Linked DNA regions of Arachis hypogaea: region 2 is linked to region 1. Evidence: chromatin contacts called from public Hi-C data. All regions are on one chromosome and are shown on one strand. Each heading gives the region's core, a stretch centred on a gene start, on an enhancer-like site or on the middle of the called end of the contact. The rest is flanking DNA. Distances are from core to core; before and after follow the strand shown.

What was found. A called contact is a pair of places that touch in the nucleus more often than the background predicts.
Region 2: a Hi-C map of leaf shows a contact between it and region 1, with 2.5 times the contacts expected there. The contact joins the enhancer-like site here to the promoter of LOC112775695 in region 1. A contact is called at or near these places in 3 of 8 Hi-C or Micro-C datasets (leaf and an unstated tissue).

Annotation. Positions count from the first base shown.
Region 1 is chr19:143,614,406-143,620,578 of arahy.Tifrunner.gnm2.J5K5, reverse strand. It overlaps LOC112775695 (peptidyl-prolyl cis-trans isomerase), which reads left to right and starts at 1,757. Exons shown (of 1, transcript XM_025819515.3): 1 at 1,757-2,761. The coding sequence starts at 1,971. The coding sequence ends at 2,489.
Region 2 is chr19:143,716,852-143,723,584 of arahy.Tifrunner.gnm2.J5K5, reverse strand. It overlaps LOC112776437 (peptidyl-prolyl cis-trans isomerase CYP21-4), which reads right to left and starts at 5,622. Exons shown (of 8, transcript XM_025820599.3): 1 at 5,401-5,622; 2 at 4,722-4,905; 3 at 4,199-4,238; 4 at 3,943-3,993; 5 at 3,722-3,807; 6 at 3,009-3,134; 7 at 2,758-2,908; 8 at 1,844-2,359. The coding sequence starts at 4,873. The coding sequence ends at 2,273. Within about 2 kb of position 1,519, at least 3 of the 3 cell types and tissues checked have open chromatin away from gene starts, as enhancers often do.

The DNA.
Region 1 (6,173 bases), core at 508-3,007:
CACCCCCTTTCTCGACCCCCCTCCCCCCTTTTTTTCTTTCTCTCCCCAGTCCCCATCCACCCCGCTTCTCTGATCCCTTTCTTTCTTTTTTTTATTTTATATTTATTTTATTTTAAAATTTTATTTTTTTATTAAAATAGGGGTAGTTTAGGAATTAAATTAAAAATTTTATTAAAAATGACGATTTTAATACGAAAAAAAACGTTAAGGACGATTTTAAATCCAAAATTAGAAGAGAGACGAAATCGATTCTGGCGCTAAACTTTATGGACCAAAATCGTACTTACCCCTCATTAATTAACTTAAACTTAAAGTATTTATAAAAATCAATTTAATCATTCCTAATAAATTAATCTCTTAGAGCTCAATTTAATAAAATAAATCATAATTTATTCATGAGGAAGTATAGGGAGCCAATGGAATATCTGTACAATGTGTACAATGGAGGTTTAAGAATGTCCGATTTAGTATTAGAGATATAACCATTAGTGTTACCTTTTCCTATCAGCTTAAACTTTTGAGATGATTGGTTTCATGACATGGTATCAGAGCTCTAGATCCGAAAGGTCAAGAGTTCGAAATGTCAAGAGTTCGATCCTGAATAGAATGGGTGGTGTTCATTTTTTAACTCATAGCCCATTGTACATATTGTACAAATATTTCATGGATTCCCTAACGGGGTTCTTTATTCATAATAGAAATTACTTAAAATATGTAAAATATTTTAATTTTTGAAACAAAATAAAATTATTCTAAAAAAAATACTCTCTAGGTGTTTAACATTTTGAAATAATTTTTTTGTTACAAAATATACTTATATTTTGTGACAAACAAATAACTTGTTATAAACAATGCTGAATTTTGTGACAAATTAATTTTTTCTTACAAAATAATTGAAATTTTTGAAATAAAAAGATATTTTGTTACAAAATATTTCAAATTTTTGTAACTATTTTATTCTTTGTTACAAAACATTATAATATTTTGTAACAAAATAACAGTTCGTTACAAAAACTAATATAATTTGTAATAAAAAAAATTATGTTGTTACAAAATATTAATATGTTTTGTAACAACTTTTAATGTTGTTACAAAATATTATTCTTTTATAACAATCACCAATTATTATTACAAAAAATCATTTTTTCGTAATAATTTTAAATTTGATACAAAATTTTTGTTACAAATGTTTCATTTTCTTGTAGTAATAACAAGAGAGAGGACACGTAGAGCGCGATAATTTTGAGTTTATTGGACTCAAAAGTATGGTGATGCATTTTTTTTAAATAAAAAAATTTTTATTCTATGTTATCTTTTCTAAGAAATTTACCAAATAATTTGGACTTTGCTTAGAGGGACAAGTGATCTCACGCCACTTTATTTTATTTTTTTTTATGAAAGATATGAGATTCGAACTGTAACTTTTTAATTGAGTATGGAAAAATTATGCTATTTAAACTATTACTCATTGGCCACTTGAAATTACATAGTTACAGTAATTACATAATTACAGTAATTACCTGTAATTCATTAATGCATTAATTAGCTAGGTGCATGCATGCCAGAAACGTGTGCACTGTGCACTGTATACTCCATCTTGTCATATTACTTTATCAAGAAGAATTCATTTTTTATTCTTGACACTCTCACATTAAGCGGTGTCGTTTGTTTTTTTTGGGTTAAGATGGATTAAGGAAGCTTCCAGATACACCACCCAATATGACCAGGTTTGTCAAGAAGGCCCCAAAATAAACATAAGTGGAAAAGTATATCCTTCTCCGTTGAATTGGATCCACATTCACTAACTCAGGTCGGTGAACAACTTAACCATAGTTACCTACTACATATGCCACGTGCCCTAATCGAACGGTCACAGCCTACTATATATACCTCTCGTTCCCAATTTTAAACCCTAACTAGTGTAAATCCAATTAGTACCTTGTGATCATCTTCTAGTGCTTTCTGTGAAAATGGCAAATCCTAGGGTGTTCTTTGACATGACCATCGGAGGCCAGCCAGCTGGCCGCATCATCATGGAGCTCTTCGCCGACACAACGCCGAGGACCGCCGAGAACTTCCGTGCACTATGTACCGGTGAGAAGGGAGTTGGCCGCAGCGGGAAGCCCCTCCACTACAAGGGCTCCTCCTTCCACCGTGTCATCCCCAACTTCATGTGCCAGGGTGGTGACTTCACCGCAGGAAACGGCACCGGCGGCGAATCAATTTATGGCAGCAAGTTCGCTGACGAGAATTTCATCAAGAAGCACACCGGACCGGGTATCCTGTCGATGGCGAATGCGGGTCAGAACACTAACGGATCTCAGTTCTTCATTTGCACCGCGAAGACAGAGTGGTTGGATGGGAAGCATGTTGTGTTCGGGCAGGTTGTCGAGGGCCTGGATGTCGTGAGGGAGATCGAGAAGGTTGGGTCCAGCTCTGGCAGGACGTCGAAGCCAGTGGTCGTCGCTGACTGCGGTCAACTGTCTTAGACGGTGTTGACCAAAGCGTTTAGTGGTGGCTCTGATACCTTAATGTACACCTGCTCGTGTTGTTGCCTTTTATGGAGTTATCGTTGTTTGTTTTTCGTCTAGTTTTAGTAACAGTGTTAAGTTGAATAGTAGAAATATTATGAGATGAGCTACTATAGAAGAATAAAATTGTGGGCAGGTGGTAATGACAACTAAGACATATTTACATATATATGCATGGTGTATCTATAATTTTTAGTTATGCACTTTGTGTGGGGTTTTTTCTTTTCTGATATTTGGGTGTTTGCTTTGTCTTTTGGTTTATGATTTTGCATACTGAGATACTATAGTTTGTTCATTCTGCATTTTGCATTTTGGTTAGATTTTTTTGCTATTTTTTGCTAACACGTTTTTTTTGAAAGAGAGAAGCTCAATACAACAAGTGGAGCAAATCAACATAAAGAACCAGTGAATATCATAAAGCAATCTAGGTAACTCCTAACAACACTCATGCTAACACTGCTATTGGAATTCTTTGTCCAATCTAACAACTGCTTAGCTATCTCTATATTTCTTTAGAGCTATATATATATATATATAATTTGCAGTTGATCTCATTGAAGGAGAAGAGTGATAATAACATCGCATAAAAAATTCAAAAGTTGTAGAAAAAGAATTGGAACCTAAGCTTGGAAGACAATCTCATGGAAAAATAAATTTTCTAAGATTAAAAGTCCAAAATTTTAAGATGCAATGCAAAGCTCACAATGAGTTGGGGCAATGGAGCATATAGGAAGAGCTTGCAAGTTCAAGGTGTGGTTATTGGACAAAGAGATGCTAATAGCATGAGCGAGCAAGTATAGGGTGAGAATTGCATTGTGAATATAGGTGTTGTTTCACGTAGTGTATATGAACCAAACTAAGCAATCTTTGTGAAGCATTCCGTACTCTTCAGATTAGTTGGGTCAATAAATAAAGTAAACTTTCTAAAAAAGAACTTACTCTAAATCTTACCTTCTAAACCTCCAAGATCCTAGACTCTAATAAGATGCACTTAAAAAAAATGGCAGATTATTATCCACTTTTCAGGGCGCATGCTAATTTTTTATAGGGTGATGATATTGTTATTTTTATTTTTCATGATAGTATTTTACATATGATTATTTTTATTGTATATTTACATAAATTTATTAAAAAATAACTGATATTAAAATAGAATGATAATTTCTAAGTTATTTTTCTATATTACATATAAACAATGAAATTTACTATCCATCATTAGGGATACATGGTTAAAACGGTAGTCAAATTGGTTTTTCAAATTTTCACTCAATCAAATTAGTTTTAAAAGTTTCCAAGATCAATTGTATTCGTTTTCTTCAATTTTCCACTCAAACTTCCGTTATTTTCACACGGGTATATTGAACTCTATAAAATTGAAATTAATTTTAAAATTTTACAAGATCAATTGAATTTGATCTCTTTAATTTTTCTTTTAAATTTCTTTATTTTCATTAGGAGTGTATTATTGAATTTATGTGGTTTTAAATCCTACAAAATTGAGTTCAACTTTTCGAAAAAAATATATAAAACTCTTACACTTAAATAAAATGAAAATTTAAATAAAAGAAAAAAAATAAATATAAAAAGAGGAAAAATAGGTTGTGAGTGATTTGATTGTGAAAAAATGGGAATAAGAGTAGTGATTTGATTGTAAATTATAAAAATGTTTAGTAGAAGTTTAATATTAATACAATCTAAAAGAAATTTCTTAGGAGTAAGTAAAAATAACAAAATTTAAATAAACGATTCTGTAGAGATAAATTTAATTTATCAAAAATTTAATAGATTGATTTAATCAACGCATTAAATTTGAGGGGATTATTTTAATAATTACATACCTATCAGTGCAAATTTTCAATTTATCACATTACATAATACATATGCCATGTGGAAAATTTTTAATTATGTACCGTTTTATCTTGATTTCTCCTGGTTAGATTTACCTCAAATTGTTTATTTTGAAAAAAGTTATTATTTTAACAATCTCCTTATGGAGAGAAATGTTCTGTGTCTTCAAAATTTTAAGCAGGTTCATGTTTGATACTTGGGATTGGATTTCAATAATTTAAGAATAATTTAGTTCAAGACATTACAATAAAAATTATTTTTAGTAACAAATTTTTAACGATAATAATAAAATAATTACTATTGTTTTTTTTTTTTTATTAAAGATAGGAGACTCGAACCCGCAACCTTTTAATTGAGTATGGGGAGACTATGTCATTTGAGCTATAACTTATTGGCAAAATTTAGAAAAATAGGAGACTCGAACCTACAACCTCTTAATTGATAATGGGGAGTTTATGCGCAACCTCTTAATTGATAATGGGGAGTCTATGCGATTTGAGCTATTACTCATTGGCAAAAATTTAAAAAGATATGTGACTCGAACCTGCGACCTCTTAATTGAGTATGAGAACATAAATAATATATTATCGATGACAAATATGTTAATTGGGTTAATAACTTAAGTGAATTTGATGAAGTATTTTAGTGTGCAGGCCCAATTTGCTTTTGTTGTAAGTTTTGTAACCCAAATCATGAAAATCCAAAGCAGCTGAATGGAGATAAAAATAAACCAAGTCTAATGCCAATCAAGATTCAGTGAAGCAACCCTAAAGCTTTGTTCTCTTTGGATGTTGGTTGGAAGTAGAGAGTAAGTTTCAGTTTGTGTTCAAACACTAGAAAAAAAAAGGAAAAAGAAAGTTAATAAAAAAAATAATGTCTAATCAAGGTAATCAAAAGCATGTTAAAAAGATCAGAGGTTAAAAGTAATTTATTTTTATTTGTATGCAAGTTAATTGCTTCACATCTTCTTTTCCTCTTTGTACCACTATTTTAAAAAAAATGAAAAAAATGGTGGCTGAATATTTCTACTGTGAATCAATGGTTGAAAGTGTTTTTTTGAGCCAAAACACAAATTTAAGGATTTAATTTTAGGATTATCACTGAACAAGAAAAGTTTCTGCGGCTCCTCCCTCTTCGGTAAAACCAAATTAGATTTCAAATTTCTAATTTTGGGTTGATTGAAGAAAGACAAGAGAATAGTTCTGCAAGCCCAAAGATTGCTAAGTTAACTTGGTGAAAAAAATCCTAGTCGTGGCTCAAAAAAGGTATATAAAGGAAATTGATTCTCATTATTAAAGTAAGGAGAGAGAATCAGAATCTGAATTTCATACCGGGAGAGAGTTTAATGTTTTGGACAGTGTTTCTATTTCAAGAGAAACATTTCGCCAAAATAGAGAGCTTTATCAGAGAGAGCTAAATCCAGTTCAACTTATAGGCTTATAGCATAAATGCTGTGAATCATCATCTCCTTCTTATTTTACTGTATATTTTTTTTTTGTATTATTTCTGAGATAAAAAGCAAGAAAGAGAGACATTGAGAAAAAGTTATAGAGTGAAAAGGCTAAGAAAAACACTTAAAAAGAAAAATCAAGAGTAATTTTAAATTTTTTTTGTTGTATTTTCTGTTTTGTGTTATGTACCTGAGAAGTATCTCTTGCTAAGTTGAATAAGCACTTGAGTCTAGATAGTTATATAGTCAATTGAAGTTTATATTAAAGCTTGTGTAGCTATATAGGATTTAGTTGAGTTCTAGAGAATTGGTGTATGTAATACTTGAATTGATAGTAAAAATTT
Region 2 (6,733 bases), core at 270-2,769, 100 kb before region 1:
TATGTATAGAGATAGAGGTCTTTTATCAAATTTAAATGGAAATTCAAATCAAAGTTTTTAATCAACCACCAAACCAATAAGATCAATTGAAGGGTCAATTTCAACTTTCAACAATGCAAACCCAACCTACTTAGTTAAAAATACTACTAATAAATGTTTAAGAGGAGTCGTTAACTCATCTAATAATAATATATAGAATTAATTTAAGTAATTAACAAAGGTGCTGTCAACTCCTGTCAACTCCTATTATTAAATAGCCAGTTAGGATTGTTACTCATTTGTTTTGTCTTAAATCCAGATACTTATGAATAAGTATAGGAACTAATTAATTGTTAAATAGCTAACAGTAGTAAAAATAATTTGTTAGTATAAAACTGCTTTTTAACCTTCACTTTTTGGACAATCTAGGAATTAGAATTAGCATTTAAGATTTAAAATTTAGAATTTTAAATTCAAAATTTAAGATTTAATGTTTAAATTTAAAATAAAAGATAATTTTAAAAAAATTAATTAATATTAACTAAAAAATATTTGATTCCCTAATTGAACTCATTTCTTATTTCGCTACCTTGTCCAATGCATTCAGAGTAATATTTGGCTTGTAAAAGATCAATTAAGATTTTACTTCATATATTATGATTTAATTTATATGAAGAACTAATAATTTGATGCAGAACATGGAATATAAATTCAGTAGGCGAGGGAGAAACAATAATACAAATATAATAATTGGAAAAATCATCCTATTACAAATAAAATATTTTAAGCATTAAGATAACGAAGAAATTGAGGATGATGTAAAATATATAATACAAGCGAATTAGTTAAAGTGGTAGAAGGAATTTGGTATTATATGTGGTAAAAAAATATCTTAAAAATAAAAATTATTATATTTCTATTAGATCAGTTATGTTATATAGAACAGAGTATTGAACAGCAAAAAATAAACATAAACATAAGTTAAATATGATTAAGATGAGAATGTTGAGATAGATAAGCGACCACATGCAGACAAAATAAAAAATAAAGATATAAAAGAAAAAATAAAATAATGCCATATTATAAAAAAAATAATAAAATTTTCTCTCAATTTTTTTTATTCAGATAAATTAGACAACATCTAATACTACACATTAGATCACAAACTCCCACATCCACCCACCCATATGCACAACTATATGGGTTTTTATATTCCACACTACATAAGTTTTTTTTTTTTTTCTTCGGTAGAATGAACAACCTCAATCTTAGATACCCCAATGCACACTACATAAGTTAAACTCATGTTCCCAAGTGATCTTGCATAAAAGCCAACGAATCTACTATTTGCGCCAAGTCTCCTGTGGAGAGTTGTTGTTGAAGAATTAATTGTCTGTTTTCTTGTTGGTGAAATCAATCCAAGTTTTGTCACGCTCCATTTTTGGGCAGCCCATTTATCTACTATTGGGCCCAACTACTGAAGACTAGTCTGGGCACGAGGAGAAAATAATACCCCATTCGGGTCCCGAGCACAAAGCTATTACACTATTGACCCCAAAAAAAAAATAAAAAGGCTATGACACTGATGTTCCCCAATAGAAAAGACATTACCCTTTGCAGATCTTTTTCAAAAGCTTTATATACTTTTATTTTCAATATAATTACAATGCTCTGAATTATTATAGCTTGTTGCTGAATTCCTAAGCAAATGGAACCTAAGCATCAATCAAGTAAATGACACAAAAGCTTTTTTTTTTTTTTTTTATGAGGTAAATGACGCAAAGCTAAGCATAATGGCTTCTCATCAAAATTGGGCATCAATTGAAACATAGAAGATACATGAATTGCATAATAAGGCAAAGCAAAAAGCAAAATGATTTTGTAATTTCATTCGGGTCACTAACGAGTAATGAAGAGTAATCCCAAATAAAAATTAAAAAAAAAAAATTAAAAACCCCCTAAACCCAAACCTTACAAGAAACTGCAAAACCTTCCCACACCCCATCCTCAATTACAAAATAGGGGGAAAATAATAGGTAAAAAGAAAGGAAGATAATAGAAAAGAAAATTGACATAAGTGAGGTAAGGAAAGGAGATTGCATAATCCCTTTTGTTAACAACTACACATGCAATGGCAAAAACAACATCAAGGCTCAAAACACTTGATTGATGAACCCCCCCAGGTAAAATCCGCTATGTTCATCGTCCCTGTAGAAAAGATTTGACCATATCGAAACCGGTTAATCAGCGTGAATATGAGACATCATTATGCTCCTCATCTATCAATCAGCCTTCAGATCTTCTGTTTAAGAGTGACATCAAGTATCCCAATAGAGACTTTAGGTTTGTAATGTTCATCTGTATCCACTTCTTCAATTTCCTGGCACAGGGTAATGTAACATTGAATATGAAGCTTAATAATGAAATCTATGGTTGATTTTGCACAGGTTGCCGGCATTAAATCATTATTTCTCAGAAATAAGAAAGATTATAAGTGAAATAACTAATATTGAAATTGCTTTGATGGAATTTCATTCCAAAACACAAAATCAAGTCAGAATATTAACTTATCTATACAGATGGTGAAATGAAATTTTAACAAATATCTGCAGTGAACAACACAATTTGAAGTTTATTATTTGTTTAAATTTGGCGATAAAAAGGGTAATCGTTAACTTCTCATATATGATAATGTGTAGAAAACCTTAACTAAATGGGAAAAGATAATGATCAACAAAAAGGACATAGACATAACAATGAGAAGCAAATTTCAGTCACCTGAACAACATCCTCTCCCTTGACGACTCGCCCAAACACAATAAGCTTCTCATTCAGATCTGGTATCGGTGCAGTCGTAATGAAAAGATCAAATCCTTTGTTGGTGTGCTTGCCCTTGGAAGTTCCAAGCATGAATGCTTCATGTTTCACACTACATAATTATTATAATATCTATTAATTAGAAAAACTATGCCATTGGTTATCGAAAACTTTAAATAGCTAAAGCAAAATGCCAAAAGAATTAGAAAAACCTTGTGGGTTGCTTTCCCCTCAAGTTCCAATCTTCAGTAGCTCCTGCTCCTTGGTTATCCCCAGCCTGAATCACATAGTGCTTAATTACTCGGTGAAACAGCATCCCTTTGAAATGCCCCTTTTGACTGCAAAGTAGCATATAAAGTATTAATCCTTGTTGGAAGCAAAAACAAGGTCCACTTAAGGAAAATTTGCCCAGTTCATGCTTTGCATAGATCTGTTTAGACTTCCATTGATAAATAATAAGCAGTGTTATTTCCACAGAAACTAATGTTTTTAAACAAGGTGACAAATGCTGTAATCCACTTACGACTGAAAATTAATAACAAGAACAATTGAGCCTTGTTCAACTACTAGATGGGATTGGCTACACAATCCCATAAACACCGTAACACCATATCATAAATCACGTTTACAGTCAAACCATTAAAATCTAAATCTTTTTTAAATGATTTTACTTATAGCCTTTTTCCTATTTATCTTCTACCTCTAACTGTTAAGGTATCGTCTCTCAATTTCTGATATACTCTTAATTGGGTACTCATGCCCAAACCACTATAAGGTGAGATTATACTATAGATATTAGATGCTATACCAATTTTCTTCACTCCACCAAGGGGAATGACAGGAAAAGAAAAGTTTGCAAAAGTCAAACCCCAAACCATTCAACAGCCTTCAAATTATGAATTTCGTAGGAAAAACAAGTACTCACCATAAGTCAATGAATTCATCAACAGCCTCAGGAGAATTATCCTTGTTCAGTTCTACTATTATTGAGCCTTTAGAGGTATCTAAAACCTATAATCACAAAGAAAACGGAGGCCAAGTTATGAGATAACAGTTTCATATGGGAATTTCAATTAACTAAAAAATAGTTCCAAAAAAAAAAAAACAAATAAAAGGAATTACTGCAGCTAGGTGAACAAAACTTACAGCATATCCAGGTATCTCGGATTTCTTCGAGTCTGCATACGAAGTTTCATGCTGCCAACAGGTAGTTTAAATTAGAAACAATGATTCTATCCATAAAAGCAAAAGGTATTAACATTCTCAATGGGAAAACCCAAATACAATAATGTATGCATTCAAATGAAATGAACATACAGTTGGCAAGATTATCAGGTAACAAGCAAATATAAAAGGAATGAAATTCTGAAAACGCCTCCCAATGATGCATTTAAGGATGTACCTCTGAAACTGCCAATTGATTCTGTGATCGAAATCTTGACCTGAATGACAGTAATATTGAATTGTTAGGTAAAAGATGATGCTCATCGTCCCTGAGAAATGACTTATCTAAAATCTTATTACCAAAGCTTATTCCATTTAAACTCGTCTTCTTAAGAAAGAAAATCACTTCAAAATGATTGATGGAAAGTGGAAAGCACCTATTAAACTTCAAAACTGCCTAAGACAGACAGCATAGACTAGAGTGACATCAGAATTAAGCTAAAGGTTCAATCACCAAAAGATATGTAGAGGGTTCAATCACGACATTGGTGAAATGAATCCTCTAGCAACAAAGTAAGATTTTCAGACATCCCACTATCTCATAACAGAAGCATTTAAACATCATCAGTCACAAGACTGATGCAAAACTAGATCTCAACTTCGCTATGTATCAACTTTTAACAAATACATATGACATAGCAGTCCCCACACCACCCTATGAACCTGTCTTCAGAGATAGAAACAGAAATTCTTCTACTAACCTGTTAGACCAATATCTATACGTAGCGAAGAGGAAAAACCCAATCAAGGCAAGAATCAACATGTAAAACACAATAGTGGTGGCACTTATGCGAGAAGGCCCCTTCTTCCTTTTGCTTTGTTGCAGAAGAGCCTGAGGCTTGATCCTTGCCATTTTTAACTTACTCTTCAGTTTTCCAAAGGTGCCTTGAATTTCCAGTTAAGACAATAAAATTAAGGATCAGAAACACAAAATCCAATCAAAATAAATCGAAAACCAGGATGAATATGATTACAACAACAAAGAATCGAAGTCAACTCATTCAACATCTACAGTTAACTTGAACAACAGAACTAAACAGCAATCAAACCAAACTCCATGACTTAAAGTTTGAATATTTTCAACATCTATGAAGTCCTCGAGGTTTAACCTCTTTGCATAACAATAATTTTCCTCTAAATCGAATAGAGATTAAGATCCAACATGCTAATAGACTAACGCAGAGACAGTTGCAACCACTATGATTTGAGCAAAATAAATAAATAAATTATTGAAAAAAGGGAGAAAATACAAAGAAAATAAGCATGAACCTGTTAATTATTAGACCCTAAATATGCCATATCATGGATTTTGGAAAATTACAAGCTTAATTACGAAAAAAAAAATAAGAAATGAAGTAAAATAAATAAAAAAGGAGGAACCTGAGAGAGTGAGGAATAGGGTCAGGCACTGAGGGGATCGAAGAGAAGGAAGGAAAGAAACGACGTCGGATTGAACGTGAGTCTCTGTGTGTGAGTTGGTTGTGCTTCGAATCAAAGATGAAAACGCGAACGGGAGAGAGGAAAACTTTGCTAAGAGACTTGGAAGATTTTCCAGCGTTGTCGTGTTCTTTTTTTATTTTTTTTTTAAATTTATTATATATTACTATTTTTACAACCATAACGTGTTATATATCTTTCTCATTATAATTGAAATCAAATTTTTTTAATATTAAAAAATTCTCTCTACTTCTCTTTTATTTTTTCTATTTCTCTCATTTATTCACTCACTTTATTTCTCTTATATATTATTATCAATAACTAATTAAAAATTTTCCAATCAAAATATACCTAATATAATTTAAATAAAAAATATTATTATTTGTATATTTTTTATTTAATTTTAAAATTTTACTGTTTATCTTTTTAATTTATATTTTTATTTTTTTAAATATTTATTACATATAATTTAAAAAAATACTAATATTGTGATTAAAAATTAAAAATAAAATTCAATTATTTTAAAAAAATAAATTTGAGTTAATTTTATAATTATTAATATAAATTTTTTTATATTAATATATAATTATATTTTTATATATAGAAAAAAAATTATTATTTTTAAATTCTTTCATATAAAAATAATAACTAAAAAATTTATTATTTATTATTTTTTTATTTACAGAAATTCTGATTTTTTAGTCAACGAAAATTTTTGTCCTGTACAATATTTTTATAAAAGTAGTTTAATATTATAAATTTTGTGTCATAATAATCTATAATATTAAAATTGATATAATTTTTAAAAATTTATATTCTCGTAATATTATTATAGATAAAAATACTAGTATAATAATAAAGACATGAGAATTCTAAAGATTAATTTTATTGTATGATAACATGTACTTTCAAAAATCTGTTAAGGTCAAATTGTTTACCTAATTTTTTTAATTATTCTTGGAAAAAATGTAATGTATTCGTTCTTCCAATTTTAGTTATTTTATTTCTAGTAAATTCTTCTTTAGCTTAAAAGTACATAATTTTTTTAATATGATGATAAGATTGATGTAATACCGATAAATAGTGATAAAATTGTGTAATATACTAATGCACAGATACGAGAACTAGTTTTATATTAGGATTATTCTCTACATACAAGTCATTTACACATATAAGTCCATACAAGTCATTTATATTGTATTGTTTAAAAATTTTTTATATATGTGTATTGATAAGTTCTATATAATTCAAAACTCTTCATTTTTTTTCTTGTATT